Linked DNA regions of Mus musculus: region 2 is linked to region 1. Evidence: chromatin contacts called from public HiChIP or PLAC-seq data. All regions are on one chromosome and are shown on one strand. Each heading gives the region's core, a stretch centred on a gene start, on an enhancer-like site or on the middle of the called end of the contact. The rest is flanking DNA. Distances are from core to core; before and after follow the strand shown. Region 1 holds the start of Ttll11 (tubulin tyrosine ligase-like family, member 11). Region 2 overlaps Dab2ip (disabled 2 interacting protein).

Evidence for each region. HiChIP or PLAC-seq counts read pairs in DNA pulled down with a chosen protein or histone mark.
Region 2: a contact with region 1 is called in an H3K4me3 HiChIP or PLAC-seq map of bone marrow-derived macrophages, with 4 times the contacts expected there. The contact joins the enhancer-like site here to the promoter of Ttll11 in region 1. A contact is called at or near these places in 1 of 39 promoter capture datasets (neural stem cells) and 2 of 115 datasets of contacts at active chromatin or transcription factors (bone marrow-derived macrophages and neural tube).

Annotation. Positions count from the first base shown.
Region 1 is chr2:35,977,513-35,982,998 of GRCm38.p6, reverse strand. Ttll11 (tubulin tyrosine ligase-like family, member 11) reads left to right here and starts at 3,179. Exons shown (of 10, transcript NM_029774.3): 1 at 3,179-3,827. The coding sequence starts at 3,375.
Region 2 is chr2:35,726,558-35,732,043 of GRCm38.p6, reverse strand. Dab2ip (disabled 2 interacting protein) reads right to left here. Exons shown (of 16, transcript NM_001114124.2): 15 at 4,531-4,618; 16 at 1,050-3,986. The coding sequence ends at 3,819. Among named protein-coding and RNA genes, the nearest start is that of 9030204H09Rik, 90 kb to the left of the region's middle. Within about 2 kb of position 2,348, at least 122 of the 459 cell types and tissues checked have an H3K27ac peak or open chromatin away from gene starts, as enhancers often do. A contact at or near this core is called in bone marrow-derived macrophages, where this site is marked.

The DNA of each region.
Region 1 (5,486 bases), core at 1,930-4,429:
AAGACAGACATGAAAACAGACAAGCAAAGCTCCCACCTTGGAGTCATGAGGTCCCTTACCCTGACCTGCTCTTTGCTCTCAGCAGTCACAGTGGACGCTGCTCCTGGATGCACTTCCTATGGGGCTGGAATGTTCATTTACATATTCTGGGGGCTTCCAGAGAAGTGAGAGGTATTTCCAGTGCTGTCCAAAGCCCAATTGGGCCCTTTGTGCCCTGTTCTTTTTTCCCCCCATGCTTGGGTTTCATCTGGTCCAGTCAGCTTCCCTGCTCCCTTGCATGCACAGCACTGCATCTCTTCCTTATCCTTTTCCTCGGTGAGTTCCTGCAGCATCTGCAGCAGGGGCAGGGGTGTCCTCGGCTGGTGGACAGAGCCTCTGTGACTGTGTCTCAGTGGGCAGAGCCTGTGCTTGGTTTCTTCCTCACTGGCTCTGGCCATGGCTTATGCCATGGCCACGCCATCTAACTATGCCTGCCCCATTCTCAAGATTCAGCGTATAGTTCATGTCTGATGTAGAGCCTGGCTTTTAATTCTCAGGAAACTCATTTGGTCTCATGCTTCATCTTTATTTTTCTCTCTTCCATAATTATCTCACCGGGTGAGGTCGGCTTTAAATTGAAGGACCAGAGCCATCTCAGCGGACTGAAAGCTGAAGATGTGGGCAGAGCTGGAAGGACACGTGGGAAGCCCCAGAGGCAGAAGAGATTACGACTGTATAAGCAAGCGGCTATCGCTATGTGGGCCGCTCTTTTCAGATGTGATAAGCTGTAAATAATTTGTTACTGCATCCACAGTGCTCTTTGTGGATCACATTTTCTGGTCTTTTCTAGAGAGAAATCAGTTCAAATCTGTCCTTGCCTAGACTGATGGGGAGGCTGAGATGATTTCTCTGTGAAGTGGCAGTCAGGATGTGGTAGAGGGTTATCATGCACACCATCAGTACAGACTGTAGCTACTTCTGCCGGAGGGCACTGAGTAAAGTTCCCCAAAAGACAGCTACCAAGATGACTCTGAGTTTCCTAGGCAGAGACACTAAGGAAGGGTACATCTAGGCAGAGGGAACAGTGTGTACAAAGTCACAGAAGCAAAGAGAGGATGTGATTCCAGAAAAGAGGGTAGAAAGAGACAACTAATGTTTGAAATTTATCAAGAGAGGTTGTGCAAGTAGAGGATGTTTCTATGCTTGGAGAGCGCAGCTCCAGCTGCGGTATGAATGGACAGGAGTGTAATGGAGACAGATGGTACTCATTGGGAGGCTGCTGCAGCAGCTCGGAGAAAAGGCAGAGGCTGACCTGACACAACGGTGACAGGGAAGGCAAGAGAAATGCTATCTCAATGTAAAAGTCACAACTGTAGGGATGGATTAAGAGAGGAGGGAGGTGGGGTATGATAATTTTAAGCATTAATGAATGAGAGACATCAGGTGGGACAGGATTTGGGGTGTCCTACTATTCATCTCCAGAACTTTCCTTACTGAAAGCATAACCCTGAACTAATTCCTGAGGGAGAGTGAATGGCTGGGCAGGGAAGGCCCCACGGACAGCTCCAGAACTCTCCGAAGGCCTCAGGCAAGTCTCTGGTTCTTGATATTGGGGCCTTAGAATCAACGGGGCAACTTTAACAATCCCGCCCACCCCCAACCAGTCACACCCACAGGCTCAACCAGATGTTCTGGGCCACAGGGTAAGCACCTCAAGCACCTACAGGTTCTTGACGCCTCCACACCTGGGTGGGCCTCGAGGCAGCTTGTTCACACACTGAAATTCCCGGCCAAGGAAACAAGACTTTTGGAGAAATGCAGGAGGGGCCATTTTCCCCCAGGACCCTTAAAACTAAATGTGGCAGAACTCACTGAAGTGCAACCACGGCCACTGGTCAGTCCAGGCTGCTGTTACGACTTTCTAACCCCATTTTCTGAAACTTTCAAGTTAACCCAAATGTGGCTCCCTCAGGCAGGAGAGGACCCTCTTCTAGATCAACTCTACATTTTTATGCCTACCTTAGTTGGGTATAGGAGTTCATCACTCAGGAGGCAGAGGCAGGCAGAACTTTGTGAGTTTGATACCAAGTGGTCTATATAGTGAGTTTCAGGACAGCCAGGCCTGCTAAAGAGACCATCTTAACAACAACAAAGTATGGCAGCCATGAAAAACTGAAAGGAGGGGCTCAAAGAAATACTTGTACATGAATGTTAATGGCACTATTAGTCACAAGAGTCAAGGGATTAAAATAACCAAAAAGTCCGCAGAAAGGTCTATGGAAGAATAATTGTGCACGCACACATAGAATATTTGTAAGCTTTATGATGGAGTAAAATTCTGACACCCACTATGATGAAAAACAAAAACAAAAACCTTGTGAAGCCAAATAAGATAAAAACAAGAGGTACCCCAGTAGTTAGATTCAAGGGGGAAATAGACTTGTGGTGACCAGGGCTGTGGGGTGGGAATCCCAGGAGTTAGTTTATGGGTATGCTTTCAATATGAAAAGTTCTGAAGATGAATGGTAGAGATGGTTTGCACCACAGTATGAATGCACTGAATGCCACTGAAGAGTGAATTAAAAATAGATTAAATGAGGGCTGGAGATGAAGGCTCATCTGCCATTCATTTCCTGGAACCACGCAGCAGGTCACATCAGGGAATCTGATGCTCTCTTCTGGCCTCCTTCTCCACCAGGAACATGCATAGTACACATACATACATGTAGGCAAAATTATACACACCACACACATAATAAATTTAAAAATAATTAGTACGTTTTGTTATATGTTTTTATTGTAATAAAAAGTGTTGCCCTCTACAAGTCTAGGAATCTGAAGGGCTTCTCCATCTCATGGGAGAGACCTGAAAACCGACAAAGGTGGCCTCCAGCCTCAGTCTGAGGCTCACAGAAAAGGAGTCGATGAATGTAGTAGGACTGGGGAAACTAAGTCTCGTGTTTGAGGAAGATGCCGCTCTTCCCAAGTCCTTCCCTTTCCAAGCTCGGGAGCGAGACAGGAGCGCAACCTCTTTTACCCTCAGCCCCACTATAAATCATTCCTAGCCAGTCCCTGAGTGCTCAGAAACTCTGCATGTGTGACAAGCTGCCCTCTTCCAAGATGGCTATCGCCACCTCTGTGACAGGCCTGGTCACGTGGACGCGCTCGCTTGTGAGGTCGCCGGGCCCGGCAGGCGATTGTCCCTTGCGGGGCCCCGTCCCGAGGCGGCGACTATCCCTGTCAACCGGGGCCTGAGAGATCATGGCAACGGGCTCGGGCGGGGAGCGCGTGGCGGCGGCGGCGGCGGCGACGGCGGCGGCAGTTTGGTCGCGGGCCGGGACGGCGGAGCAGCGGCGGCGGCGGTGGCTGTGGCGCCGGCACCGGCCCTGAGCGTCATGCGGCGCAGCAGCCCGGAGAAGAAGCCGGAGGCTGAGTGGGAGGCGGACGCGGCGGCGGCGGCGGCGGCGACAGCAGCGGCGACCGAGTCGCTACCGGCGGAGACTGAGAAGCAGCAGGGCGTGGACGCTGGCGCGGCCGGGGATCCAGAGCGCCTGGAGCTGGAGGAGCAGCCCAAGGACGTGGGCCGGATCCCGACCCCGACGCGACGCCACGCGCCCGAGGAAGGAGAGGCCCGCGTCGTCCGGCGGCTGCCACCAGCGCTGCCCCTGGCCCAGCCGAGGCCGGCGGCGCGGGCCCTGAGCCAGCTCGTGAAGGCACGGGGCCGGAGCCGGAGCCGGGTCTACCGGCGGAGCGCAGGCTCGATGCGGCCGGTCACCGTGGACAGCTCCAAGGCCCGCACCTCCCTGGACGCGCTCAAGATCAGTCTTCGCCAGCTCAGGTGGAAGGAGGTGAGGCCCGCCGGCCCGGCGCGTGGGCACAGGGGGGTCGTCCCGAGGCCTGGCCCCCGGAGCCACTTCCCAGGTCAGGTCAGCCCGTCTCTGCTCTGCTCCCCTACAGCTTTTCTTATGTCTGCAGCCCTGGCCTCGTCAAGCTGTAGATCCTGGTTTATCCGTCCTGTCTTCTCCTCTGTTGGCCCCGGGGCCAGGGGCCACCTTTCACTTTCTGCATTTCAGTGATATTTAAAGTTTAGTAAACTTTCATGCTTAGAGTGCCACTCTTGGGCCAGGTTTGTGCTCGCCAGCGCCTCACTACACTCTTCAACTTAGCTGTGCGACCTTGAGCAAGCTACTTTTCTTCTTTTGGTCCCGTTTACCTCGGTAAAGGGAAGCCGGTTCGTTCCGGTTTGGAGCATAGTGCCTAGTGCTTGCACAAGGTTTCAGCAAATGACAACCTACTTTCATCACGATCTTTTACCACCACCACCATCACCACCACCGCAGACACTGATTGGGGGATGTAGCAGGTGACAGTAAGTGGGGGTGAAAGCATGTGTGAGCAGATGAATCACCCTTGAATTCATTTCAGACCTTTTAAGGGACGGGGTGGGACAAAAGCACCAACGAATCCGAGAGGTTTCTATTTTCATTGGCTGAGTAAATAAAGCCAGCTGACTTTATTTACAGCATAGAAACCATTGGTCCACTAAAGATTCCGTGCGCAGAGAGCATGAGGGCTCAGGCTCTGAACTTTGTGCTAAGTGTGGTACAAGTGGTTTAATGAAGTTGGAGACTGGGGAGAGATGGCCACAGGTCCACTATGGTCAGAATGTTGATGTCCCAGTGGAAGAGTTTGGTTTGGAGAGAAACCAAGAATCAGGTGGGGTGGTGGAGGTGGGGTCTGGCAATCCCAGGTGTCAGAGCCCTCTCAGTCTTGATTTTCACACCTTGGAAACTGGATGAAGATTGGTGAGACTCGGTTCTACAGTGTCTAAACTGTAGATAAAGTCCCATGTCCAGCCCAAAGATAGGCAGGCCAGGAAGGTAAACTTGGACTTGTCAGAGCCACCCAAAGATAGGCGGGCCAGGAAGGTACACGTAGACTTGTCAATGCTGCTGACCTACTGAAGAGAGTCCAGGGATAGAAAGTAGCTAAGAACTCAAGCTGGCTAGCAAGTGCCTGTGTTCTCAGCTCAGCCCTGAGAAGAGACAGGAAGCAGCCTTTATCTTGCTCACCCAATCCAGCACAGGTTCATTCTCTTAATTTGTAGATATCCTCTATGGTGATACCAAGTTCTATGCTGGGCCTAGAGAATCACACTTTAAATGTACTCTTGTCTTCAAGCGTTCCTAGTTCAGTAGGGAATGAAATCCAGTAAGTAGTCCTGGTATCTGCAGGCCCATTGCTGCTGCTGCTGCTGCTGTTGCTGCTGCTGCTGCTGCTGCTGCTGCTTTAAATGCTCCTTTCCCAGCTAGCTATGTGCATGGCTTTCTCTGTCACCTCTTGGGACTGCTGATCAAGGTCCTGAGAGAGGTTTCCCAGGCAATGTTCGCAGCCATCTCTAGCCCTGGCTGTTTGCTTCATAGCATGAACCTCTACCTGACATCGTGTTGTATTTGTTTATTGACTGTTTTTCTCACCAGAATGTAAGCTCTTCGAGGGCAGGCATT
Region 2 (5,486 bases), core at 1,099-3,598, 250 kb after region 1:
GTTGTCTATGCTTGGGGGCTCCCACCTAAGCCTCTGGGTAGGATCTGGGCAAGCAAACCTTTCCCGTCAGCTTCCAGTTGACAGTTAAGCAATTTTCTTATCTCCTCGGATCTCCTCCCACATTAATCTTGTCAGTACAATGATGTTTGGGGAGGAGACGAATCACATGTGATCAGGAATCCTCATTTAACTGCAAGACTCGTTTCTTTTAAAAAAAAAAAATCCTGGTAGTGTTATCTGCTTGTTTTTTATACATTTCTCACTGTAGCCTAAACTGGCCTCTGGGTAGGCATTTTCTTTATGTTTCGGTGTAGCCAAGTGTAGGCAATTTCTCATTTGCAATCTGACAGACAGATCTGTTCTCACGAGGGTGAATGCTTGATGGTCCTTGCTTATTAGAAGGCCTAAAAACCCTCCAACTGCTTTTTTCTTTTTCTTTTCTATTTTTTAGGGGTCTGGAGGTGTTTTTGTGCCAGTTTGCTCTGGGCTTCTGTGTGTTCTTGCCCTTGTAAGGCTGAACTGCTCATGTTCAACCCAGGGTTATCGCACATCAGAAGACAGGATCCCAAACACTGACAGATGCGGGACAAACCGCTGGGGACGCAAGGCACTCACTCATCCAGCAGGTACGGCTGAAGTGCTCTCAGTGAGTTCATTTCCAGCTCAGGAAAACCTGACCCTAAAAACCAAGCACTAGATGCGTGGGGTCAGCCAGCCTTAGCCTCCCCTCACTGGTAACCCTGGGCAGAGCAGAGCTCAGCTCTTCTCTCATCAGGTTGCAGATTAATAGGGTCGACCTAGAACCTCTGCAGCAGGAAGCATGGCAGCTCTCAGCTCCCAGGAATCACTGGGGCTCCCAGCCTGTGCAGGTCGGGAGGGCCTTTAAGAGGTCAGCTGCTCCACTCCCAAGCACAGGGCTTTCCACAGAGAGGAGGGGCAGTCCCAGGTCACCCAGGTAGGGGTCATGACTAGAACAACAGTATTAGGTCAAGATCCAGTTACCTGTAGGAAAACAAGCCAGGACACAGATGAAGAAAGGCAAGTCAGGCTTAAAATAGCTAAATAAATCTTTAATATTTCTAATTGCAAATGTACAGAAATTGCACAGCCACACGGAGTCTTCGAACACCAACAACTTCTCTGTACATTATTACAGGGTTAAAAGTCTCGACTGGAGGGAAGGGCTCCGGCCGATCCAACCTTTGCATTTTTCCTTTTCACATACTTACAAAAGGGGGAGCTGGGCACAGTGGGGGATCGGGTAGCCTTGTGGCCGAGTATATAGAAAAGAGGGGCTGGTTCCCTGGACAGTCTGGCTCCCAGACCTATGAGTATGAGGGAGGAGTGTCCCTCGGGCAGGTGCTGGGGTACACGTTGAGCTCTGGCCCTGGTCCCCACCCCTACTCCTGGGCAGTCAGAGGTCTTCACTCAGAGGAAGTTTGGCAGTTTCCTTCACCCTAACACACAAGTTGAACAAAAAGGTCAGGTGTCTGTGTTGGCAAGGGTGGGGCCGCTCTCTCCATCAGATCTTGGGTGTCAGTGGCCAGGGTCTTCCCAGAGCAGGGCCTCTGGCAACTCCAGCCCTTGCTGTAAGCAGAGCTCAGACGCCCCAAGCCGTTGCTGTGGGCAGGAGGATGCTTTACTGGCCCCACTGGGGCATTTGCCCCCATCAACCTTCCACCCAAACAGCATGCTTGAAAGCCAACGAATCAATGCCCCGGGCAGGAAACAGACAGACAGACACCTAGACTGCAAAGCTCTTTGTCCTGCCCAGCACCGTTCTCCAGGCTCTAATATCAACCGTGAGAGCAGTGTCCTGGCCAGCCCTCGCAGCACCAGGACTAAAGGACTATGTACATCCCTTGGGTGAAATAGTTCCATTACAGTCAAACACCAAGAACATTTACAAAAAAAAAATTTACAAAAAAAATATTGCAGACTTGCAATTAAGATAAAAATCTGTGGAGAGTCTGTACACTTTTACAGTTTTTGCACTAGGTAAATAAGGCTCTCGGCCTGAGAGCTAACAACCCCACCAGAGGGGGCCATTGCATCTGGCCCTGCGCTCTCCTGTCCAGGCCTGGGGACCTCCCCATATTGCTAGGAGGCGCTCAGACAGAGGTCACTTTACGAGGCATGGGCGAGAGTGTGGGTGAGGAGGAAAACAGGGCTCCCTGGGCAGTGGAAGGGCAAGACCCAGGCCAGGCCAGGCCAGGCCAGGCCCTGCCCAAGAGGCCACCCCTGCTGAAATGCATGGGAGCAGGGGTGTGGACAGGAGTGGGGCAGGAAGAGGCAGTGGCAGGCCCTCAGCCCCACCTCCTTCCTTCCTGAGGTCTCTGACCCTTGATAGCCACGCCCTCTCCCAGCATTGGTCTGCAGCCTAACTGGGTTCTTTTACCCTTGCCTGTCCATCGTGGACTGAGGACAGGGCGCAGCCTAGCTAGGCCACACCTCAGGATGTCCACGCTTTCTAGTGAGGACTCTAGGAGCATTAAGTGCAGCTTGCCTAGCCCCATTCTGCTGCCTGGGCAAAGCCTAGCTCCTGCCCTAGGTGACTCAGAACCAGGGCTTGGAATCTAGAGTGTGGGAACAGATGGGGACCCAAGAAAGACCCAAGCTCCTGCCCTTCTCTGTCCCACAAAGGGGGGGGGGGGAGGGACAGATATGCTACAGAACAGCCTAGAGCTGGGGAAAACCAGCCCCAGCTGTGGGGGATGCCCCTCCCTGCCTGCAGTGCCTGGGTCCTTGGCTGGGGCTGGGAGGGTGAGGAGAGGCGACTGCACACGGGGCCTGGTGCAGGCTGCTGCTGTCTTGGAGAGGGAGCAAGTCTAACATCCTCCAGGGCCGCTATTTCCCATGCAGTGCGCTCGCTCAATTTAAAAGGCCCCTGTGTTCCAGCAAGCGAGCAAGCGGGCTTTTGTTTCTAATGCATACTGTGAAAGGAAAAAAAATCACAGTTATCCACCTTCTCAGGGCCGGCAGGCTTTAGAATTCTTTCTTAAACTATCAGAGAAGAGAGATCACCTTTGCAGGGTGAGCACTGGCTGGCCTCTCCCCACAGGGCCACTGTGCAGGCCACACTGGGACCCTGGAGAAGGCAGCTACAACGCATGGTGCAACCTGGCCACCTCTGCCCAGCTCTCTGGCTTCTGGAGTTCCAAGAGCATGAGCCAGGCCCGCATGTGAAGTGTGGGAAGCTATGGCTCCTCCCACGGGTATGAGGGCCCAGCAGAGAAAGTGCAGTGCTGTCTGTTTGGCAATGCAAGGAAGGAAGGGAAGGAGGGTGGAGGGTGTCACGTCTGGGATGGGCATAGGACCGAGGTTCTGTTCTTCAGTTCCTCACCCCCTGGAAGGGTCCCTGACCAGCTGCATGCAGTGGCAGGGGCTCAGGGCAGAGATGAACAGGGGCCACTCTGCCTGTCAACTACTCCATCAGGTCCTGGGGGCCATGGGAAACCCACAGCAGTGGCCCCTAAACCTTCCTTGAGCCCTTTGCAGGTAGCTTCCTCCATGGGAAAGGGTAAGGAGGGGTACATGCACCTGGCTGCTCAGAGAGAAGGTGCCACATACCAAACTCAACAACCAGAGACACATTCGGCAGGCCTCCCTGCAGACTGGCCCCACTCCCCAGTGCAGTCTCCGCTGCCTCTACCCACACCCACTGTTCAGGTGGGCAAAGAGAAGGGGGGCCACTGTGCCCTCAGTCTCACGCTCCATCAGTCTTACGCCCCCTCCACTGCAGGCTAGCCTGCAACTGTGGGAGTCTCCTGACGGAGACCCTGTCCCGGGCCACCACAGTCCCCCTCTCCTCAGGCAGGTTAACAATTGCTGCTGTTTCTGAACTCGCCGTTCTCAGTAATCTGCAATTTGGTGGGGTTGGTGGGGGAGACGCCGTTACGGGCTTGCATGCTGTACCTCTCTTTCAGCTGTGTGAGGGCACTCATGAGGCGGGCATTGGCAGCATCCAGCGAGGCAATGCGCTTTTCCTGTGGGCAAAGAGGGCATTAGTGATGCTTGAGGTGGGCTCTAGCCAGCAGTAGCCAGCAGAGAGCACCACGACAGGCCAGAGAAGTGTGTTAGGCCCAAGCTGTGGAGTAGCTGGGCAGGTTCTGTGCTATCACAGACTGGGGCCTTATAATTTGCCTCCTACCTATACAAAGCTAAAGCGGAGCTATAGCACCTGAGCTCGAAGGCAGAGCCTTTCCTCTCACACTGTCACACACCCAGAGCTCCTTCCTAGGCTATGTAGCTTACACTCTAACCAAACCTGCCAATTCTTGGGGCATTCAGAGAAAGGGACACAGCTGTGAGTGAAGGGGCTTGGGGACCAGAGCCCTTCTGCCTAGCCTTCTTTCACCTTCCTAGTCCTGCCTACTCCACTTCCATAAGTCCCTGGTTAGCATCCTCAGAGCCCAGAGACCTTGGTTCCTGGTCCATGGTTTTTACACTGAGGTGTAACCAAGGATACCAGAGAAGCTAGTTACACTCGAACTACCCCAAACTCTGTAACACTGTAGCCAGAGCCCCAACCTGGGCATCGATGATCTTCTGTTTGGAATCTACAGCTGCTTGCATCTCTGCATGATCCTTCTTCAGTTCTTCTTCCACTGACATCAACCTGTGAACAGAAATGCAGAGTCAGGAGCACTAGGAGGAGGAAGTATACTGTGGGGCCTGTGGGAAACCATCCTATCTAGAACTGTCCCCCAAGCAGTGGCATGGCTGGGCTACCCTGTCTTGACCTCAACTCTCCCTCTGCAACTCTGCTCTCTGGGGCTATTTCCATTCCAGTGCACTTCTAAGACCCAAGGAATGTCATGTTATAGGATCTGTGGCAGAGGATATGGTGAAGGCTCTAGAGAAGGCTCTAGACCCCCTTCTATCATGTTTCCTGAGGTGGTATGGACTTTGTGAAGGCACAAGGTTCAGGGGCTCACTACACCAGGAACTTCACACTAGGTTGTAACTACAGCCTGCACAGCAGCTGTAGTGGGGTGCTGGTATCAAAGTGATGAGGGAGTTCAGGAAGGACAAGGTGGAGGACCTACAGGAGCTCCAGGCAAAGGTGGACCCTACCAATTCACCCCAAATCTCTGTAGGAATCCTAATTCTTCCAAATTCTACCTGGGAGCATCCCACAGGCTAGATGTGGGGGGAAAATGGGCCATAGGGGGCCATGAAGAATTCTGGGAAGGCAGCTACACTGTGGAATGGCCAGATGAGACCAAGTCTGAGGCCTTCAGGTCCCACCCTAGTGAAGCTCCAACGTGCCTGGCATCCCACCAGAGCTGCCAAGGATGCAGAGATATAAGGAAATAAAATCTACAACCAGGAGACAAATCAGTGAGAACAGCTGAGATGTCAGATGGGAAGTAGGTGACGCTGTGAGGCAGCAACTGAAGGGACATTCTACATGCCCAAGAGACAGTCTTAACCATGAGGAAAGTAGAAGAGGTTTAAACCACAGTGAAACTCTAGAGACTTGA